Linked DNA regions of Mus musculus: region 1 is linked to region 2. A link is a contact called in public HiChIP or PLAC-seq data. All regions are on one chromosome and are shown on one strand. The core of a region is the stretch at or near the end of the contact, and the rest is flanking DNA. Distances in the headings are between cores, read along the strand shown. Region 1 overlaps Gm32925 (a long non-coding RNA gene). Region 2 holds the start of Cct8 (chaperonin containing Tcp1, subunit 8 (theta)).

Region 1 (3,373 bases), core at 744-3,243, 280 kb after region 2:
AGGAGACCTTGGGAAGATGGGGAATTGGGACAATGCAGTCACATGCCAAGGTCCCAAGATTGCCGGCAAAGCACCAGTAGCTGGGAAGATTCTAGGTAGGAATTTTTTTGCAGATTTTAGAGGGACTGTGGCTCAGCTGACACCTTGCCTTTTGACTTCCAGGTTCCAGAGCTGTGTGACCAAGTCTCTGTCATTTGAAGCCACATAATCCATGGTAGCTTGTTACTTTGGCCATAAGAAGCCACCAGCATCACTTCCCTTTAGATTTCTCTAACAACCAGAGTAATAGTGTTGAGGGGAATATAGATGAAAGAAGAAACAAGATCAGCATCTTTAGGGAGTTGTACACATGGGTTTGAAGTTCCCTGGAGAATAAATAGGCCAATGAAGAGACAGAAACTGAGGCCATCATCCGCATCCACCAAGCTGATGTATGACAGAGTGGCATTGTTAGATCAGTGAGCAGGAGGTGGGGTAGCTTAGGTGACAGAGGAGTGGGAAGCTGACTACTCACAGACAGCGTCAAAATGGGATCCCTGCCTCATATAACGTGGTGATGGTGATGAACACTGCAATAGCATTAACAATCACATCAGTGAAGTTGGTAGGGGTTCTAAGTACCTCTGGGTATTCTAAGTAGGACTCACTCCTTGTCTGTGTAGGTATTAGTGTTATTTTGCCTATTTTAGAGATGAATCAGGTGTGTTCATACAGATTAAAGGACAGACTAAGAAGCTGAGATGCTAAGCCTGGCTCCAGATCCCATGTTTTCAAGTCACTATTTCGCACCCTTTGTACTGCACGTGAAACTCAAGCTAACTTGACTCTGAGACAATATTTTAAAAAGGGAAATGCAAAACATTTAGAACATTAAAAAATATGTAATACTTCAGAATTAAATAAAACAGGAAAACAGAAATGATTATAAATATGGTATATACTATAGTAGTAAGTAATATTTTGCTAATTAGTTTGGCATAAAAGCATATCATAAGAACAAACACAGACAAAGTGAATAATCAATAAAGGAGCACTATCTATTCTCCATAGTAGCTCTACATAAGAGTGAGGAGGTTGAACAAAGAAAGTGCAGTGAGAAAGAAAGACAGCGGAATATCACAGATGGCTGTTGGTAACTCCAAAGGATGCTCAATGCCACTGGAAGTTAGGAAATGAAACCAGGAGAGGTATTCTCTCTCTTATCATATTGGCAGAAACTGTGAAATCTGACAGCATTAGCTGCTGACCAGGATATAAGGCTCTGGCTGCCACTGTGCGGAACACAGGTCTGCCGGCATAGGCACCTGGAGTTCCATTTGCAACACTTAGTGCTACTGAAGATTCATCGAGTGAGCCGTGACTCAGAAAACCGACTCCTCTAAACACCACCTGGGAAATATTTCCCATAAACACAAGACCCAAATGGCTTATGTTGCACAGACTTAGGAAGAACCTCCGTGCCCATCAGGAGTGAAATGGAGTAACGTAAGGTAGCGTTTCACACGGTGGCATACCACGCAGCCGACAGGGAGCTTGAGTCAAGTATGTTCATGAGGGAACCACATAAATATAATACTGTTTGAGAAAGCAGCTTGCAGAAGAATACACAGTAATCAGGAATACACTAAATAGACTGTGTAAGGATAGAAATGATAGAATTGTACATAGGGGCTAAAAAAAAGAACTATACAATGTACCCATAAAGTTGTTTGGGGTACTTGTATTGTTGGGATACTTTTGTTGTTGAAGTATAAGGAAACACTTAGGAGACTGGCTTTGGAATTGAGGCTGATGCTGATTTTGGGACAATGGGGCTTGGAATATGACTGGCTAGTAGTACTTTTTAAACCAGATGACAGGGAATGAAAAACCAGCCTGCCTCCATTTTAGGCTTAAAAGCCATCTTACAGCAAAGACAGATTAGGTTCATTCCTGTGTATGACTAAGCCTCTGTTTTTTAACCATGTCCCGTTTGTAACCTCAACTACCAATGGTTCTGTACTGCACATCTCAGGAAATGGCAACCGCATCTTTGTTTCAAAGGATCTTAAAACCATCTTGCAACACTACCGTTGTTTCAGAAGATTTTATGGCCACTTATGACTGCCTTGCTATGACTATCGCTATGCTTATGATTCTGTTCCTGAGACCTGCCTAATTTGCCCACTAAATCCCCCATTAGAAACCCCCTACCCTTGAGCTATCAGCCTTGTCTTCACATCCAGTGCCGACTCTCGAATCCCTCCTTGAGGAGGAGGCAGCCCGTGTGCATGAATAAAAAAGCTTGCTTTAATTAATTTGGCCGTGATGATTTGGTCTGGTGGTGGTCTTCCCCCCCATCCCACCCCCCCCTCCAACTTTGGGATTGACAGGGCAGAAAAACATGTGGACGGTACCACTTCCTTCCTCTTTTGTGTCTCAAATACTGCAAAGTATTTATTTTTTCTTTTAGAAAGAAAAGGGGCTGTCTGCAAGCCACCGAGTGTTGTGGAGGGAGACTCACAGTTGGAATTAGAATATCGGACTCCAGGGTAGCAGAGCTGAGAAGTGGTTATGGTCTTTGCACCCTGTCTTCCCTCCTCTCCCTTTATTGATCTAGAGTGAAAGTGGGAAATAAAATGCCCCTCGGACCTTCGCTGCTTTCTGCCGAGATCAAGGGTCTTCACACCCATAGGGTCCAGTCCTCCTCTCAACTGGATTGGCTGTAATGTAACCAGTCAACTTCTTTTTTCTGAGTGATAGTCACTTCTGGTAGTCACTGTAGAGAGACTGGACACTCTAGTTTCTTGTGTTTGTTAAACCATCTGTCTGTCTGTTTGTTTGTTTGTTTGTTTATTTATTTATTTATTTATGGCAGGGTCTCATGTAGTTCAGGCTGGCCTTAAACTCTCTGTGTAGCCGAAAGTCACCTTGACTTTCTGACACAGGTCTCTACCTCCTGACATTATAGGTGTCCCCCCCCCCCCCCCACAGCTGTGTTAGGTCTCAACCTGGACAAAAGGCTAACTGAGGTGTCTATGTAACATATCAGAGCAGACCTGGCTGCACGATTCTCCTAGCACCCCTCAGTTCCTGCCGATTACAGGGTGTGTCTGGCATACCTCACATTCTACCCTGAACTCTCTAGCCCAGGAGCTGGGGTACCCTTCTCCGTGGGGTTCTTCCCTCTGTAATTCAGGTCCTTATTTTTAGTCTTTATCTTCCTGGCCTCTTGGTCTTCTTGCTCTCCTGTCTCCCCTTCTCCTTCTCTTCAAATGACTGACCTCGTGGTCATGTTTACTCTGGACGTTCCCTGATGTTTCTACCTCTGGCTATGTTCTCCCTCATGTCTATAATAAACTCCTCCACCAAACCTAGGAACAGTCATGTTCTC
Region 2 (3,544 bases), core at 314-2,813:
TCACACCACACAGCCTGAACTTGGTCATTACCATTTGGTCCGTACGCTGTGCGAGTAGTCTGAGCAAGCTCCTTGCAGGCCTGTATATTTCTATACACAGCCTCTTCTAATCCCGAGAAATGCTGAAAAAGAAAATGTCTGCTTAGGCATGATAACCAAGTTAAGAGTTTTCTACCGCAGGATACCTCTGTTGAGTATGCTTCTAAGAAACAGCCAGGATCACACAGGCAGTCATCAGACAGCCTCAGTTTCCCCCACTGGGCCTGGCTCTCTTTCCTATCTGTAAACTAATGGGATAATCAATAGCTCCTACTTGGCAGATTATTACTCACCTAGCTAAATAACAACTATTCTTCCTTCTGCCTTTTCCAGGGATTGAACACAAGAAAGCAATCTACCATTAAACTACAATCCCAGCCTACTAGTACTAGCTTTTAACCTAAATTTGGGGGATGGGGGTACTTTAAAAAAACTTGTCTTCACTATAGCCTCCATCAGTACCGATTTACACAAAGTATCTCTGTGCTGAAATGCTAGCCTGTGACAGAAATCCTTTAAATGTATCATGTCCTCAGCCAGAGTGATGGAGGAAAAGATGGAAACTGGAAGCTGTTGCTACCCCTCAAAAGGTTAACAGTGTCATTTGCAGAACTTACTAACTTACATTAAGCCCTGACATCCATTCAGTATGCCAGTTATCACTACAAAGGGGACACCACCTCTCTGTACTGCTAAGAATCCGCTATTTCTACAACTTGTAAAAATATGAAAGACAAAACAAACGTTATCTGGCAGCTTGGGGAACTCAGGACAAATCGCTCCATAAGCAATGTGACCGCTTTAAAAAAAAAAAAAAAATCACTCCTGAAACTACGGCCTATTCGATCTGGGGTGGGGCTTCATTTATCCTGTAGGCTACGACATCGGACAGTCAGAGTGAAAAGACAGTTAACAGCCTTCGGCCCGGTCTCAACTCAGAAAAGGTAAAGGAAACAGAACGTCCAGAGGAGAGTTTTCAGTAGAGCAGTGGGGATCGGACGTGTCTGGAAGGAAGCAACCAAGGGCAGGCCCAGGAGTGACCATGCCGGACTCGTGTCATCTCCATCCTACAATCCCCGGCCCTCCAACCACCCGTTACCAATTCCGTCCAAGTTCATTAACGCATCGCCAGCTCGCGTTAAGGGCGGCGCCCGTGGGCTCCATGCCGCAGACAGGGGCGTGGGGAGCTGGGATGCAAACCCGAAGCCGCCGGGGGAATAACAGAAATGCCCACCAGTTCCAGCGAGCCGGCATCCAGAGCACGCTTCCCTTTCTAGAACCTTCTCCATCCCGATCGCGGCGCGGCCGCCCGCCCGCAGGCCTGTCGCGGTCGCCACAGGCGCAGACCCACCCTCCCACCGTACAGTCCCTCCACGCCACCTACTTTGGCTCCATCCTTGAGCATCTGGGCAAAGCCCGGGGCCTTGGGGACGTGAAGCGCCATGGCTCGGCCGCAGTCCACCGCTCACGCGCTCGCTCCGAGACGCCGAGGAAGCAAGGGGCGCCGCGCACTGCCTGCTGGGAATGGGCCTCGGCGCCGCCTCGCGTCCCCCTACTTCCGGTCGCCCCGCCCCTTCAACCTGCAGCGTCTCTGAAATATCGCGAGAACCAGAGGTTCCAGCAGACAGACCTGATCTGCCGATTCCCGATCAAAGCGGACGATCAGGCCGAACCCAGAGCGTGCATGCTCCCTTCGTGTCCCTTGTCCTAAGTTAATGAGTAAACTTTGGTTAGGACGTTTGGCTTGTGATATTTCGGTGGCGGACACCCAACGTCTTATCCTTCACTTAAACTTAATCCTGCAGACCCAGCACCGGGGCAGGTTAGCCTTTTCTTCTCCAAGCTCACCCGCCCTCGCCCCTATAAACTACCAATGGACATCCTCTGTGTTGGTCACTGGGAAGCACTGAAGGCTCGAAGGTGATCTTTGAAATAGCATGGAGGATTGCAACGCGTGGACTGCACGTGCGTAGCAGAGCTAAGCGGTTTGCTTAAGTGCAGTTATCTTTGTTATTGGTCAAATTTAAGAATGAATATTAATCTCCATTTTATGGAAGGGAAGTTGATAACCACAATTCAGTGGTACGCAGAGGTCACCAGGCCAATAGATATTACAGCGACGATTTCTACCCTAGATGGGCAGATTACAAAGTGGGAATAGTTAACCACTTTATCTATATCTATATATCTATATAGATATTCTCTACTCCCCCAGAATCTTTTTCACAAACATTTCTATGTAAATAGAATAACTTCATAGAGAAAGTAAAACACTCTTACAATAAAAAAATACAAAAAAATGGAAGCATCTCCTGCCCTTGCAGAAAAATATGAAACGCTTTGGTGAGTCGTTGGACATAGAGAAATTAAGATTTTCTTTACATTGGGACAGACTCATAATTGCAACCGTACTATCAACTGCAATTTTTTTTTCTATTAAACATTTTAAATATGTAACCATGGGACTGAAGGAGCTGAAGGGGTTTGGAGCCCCATGGAGGGAGCAACAGTGTCAACAGGCCAGTTCCCCTAGAGCTCCCAGGGACAGGACAACCAACCAAAGACTAAACATGGAGCAACCCATGGCACTGGCCACATATGTGGCAGAGGATGGCCTTGTTGTACATCAGTGGGAAGAGAGGCCCTCAGGCCTTAGGGTGTTCAATGCACCATTTGTAGGGAAATGCCAGGGTGGGAGGATGGGAGTGGGTGGGTGGGGGAGCACCCTCATGGAGGCAGGAGGAGTGGGGATGGGATAGGGGGTTTCCGAAGGGGAGACCTGAAAAGTGGAAAACATTTGAAATGTAAATAAAGAAAATATCCAAGAAAAAGAAAAGAAAAGAAAAAGGAAAAAAAAATGTAACCATGAAAATACTTTCTTGTCACCGAACACAAGGTAAGTGAGCCAATTATATTGGAAGACAGAGCAAACGTTCAGTGGTTCTCAAAGATTGGTTTTGACACCTCCGAGGCTCTCCAACGCCCTTTCAGGGCCCATGACTACGCAAGTGTTTTCATAGTAATACAGAGCTGTCTCCTCTTCCTGTGGGGAGCTGTGAAGGCCTGCTGGGTGTTCAGTATGTCACAGTATGAATGTGAAAAGCACAAGGAGCCACTTACACTCTTTGTCGTCCACTAAGCCACATATAAAATATTTGGGGAAAAAATTGAGAATATCAGTCCTCAAGAGAGACATTTTCAATAATGTTATGTTAGCCTTCAGTGTTCACTGCTATATTTTTATATTAATGTTAAATAGTTTGATTTATAATATTAACAATCAATGGTTACTACGATACCCATTAAAAACAATCATTGGGTGACTCTGTTTAAACTTCTATGTGGATTCTATGTCTGCAAAGTACATGACACCTGAGAGGTAAGACAGTCGAAGATTCCCTCATGGATTTGCTAGGAAAAACTAAAACCCGTTGTCTCAGCATCACTTATGGGTATAACTGACACAAAATAGTGAGAGGGGATTTAAAATTATACCTGATTTGTT

What was found. HiChIP or PLAC-seq counts read pairs in DNA pulled down with a chosen protein or histone mark.
Region 1: a contact with region 2 is called in an H3K27ac HiChIP or PLAC-seq map of acute myeloid leukemia, with 2.9 times the contacts expected there. The contact joins the enhancer-like site here to the promoter of Cct8 in region 2. A contact is called at or near these places in 4 of 39 promoter capture datasets (the C10 cell line, hematopoietic stem and progenitor cells, neutrophils and 1 more), 1 of 15 datasets of contacts at CTCF or cohesin (pro-B cells), 3 of 484 Hi-C or Micro-C datasets (bone marrow-derived DN3 thymocytes, bone marrow-derived macrophages and regulatory T cells), 23 of 115 datasets of contacts at active chromatin or transcription factors (the HPC-7 cell line, the SCID.adh cell line, acute myeloid leukemia and 14 more) and 2 of 9 other capture datasets (adipose tissue and liver).

Annotation. Positions count from the first base shown.
Region 1 is chr16:87,775,563-87,778,935 of GRCm38.p6, forward strand. The region is part of intron 4 of Gm32925 (a long non-coding RNA gene); the gene reads left to right. Among named protein-coding and RNA genes, the nearest start is that of Gm32925, 39 kb to the left of the region's middle. Within about 2 kb of position 1,994, at least 10 of the 459 cell types and tissues checked have an H3K27ac peak or open chromatin away from gene starts, as enhancers often do. A contact at or near this core is called in acute myeloid leukemia and memory CD8 T cells, where this site is marked.
Region 2 is chr16:87,494,306-87,497,849 of GRCm38.p6, forward strand. Cct8 (chaperonin containing Tcp1, subunit 8 (theta)) reads right to left here and starts at 1,564. Exons shown (of 15, transcript NM_009840.3): 1 at 1,424-1,564; 2 at 32-122. The coding sequence starts at 1,483. B130034C11Rik (RIKEN cDNA B130034C11 gene) reads left to right here and starts at 1,768. Exons shown (of 3, transcript NR_040375.1): 1 at 1,768-2,004.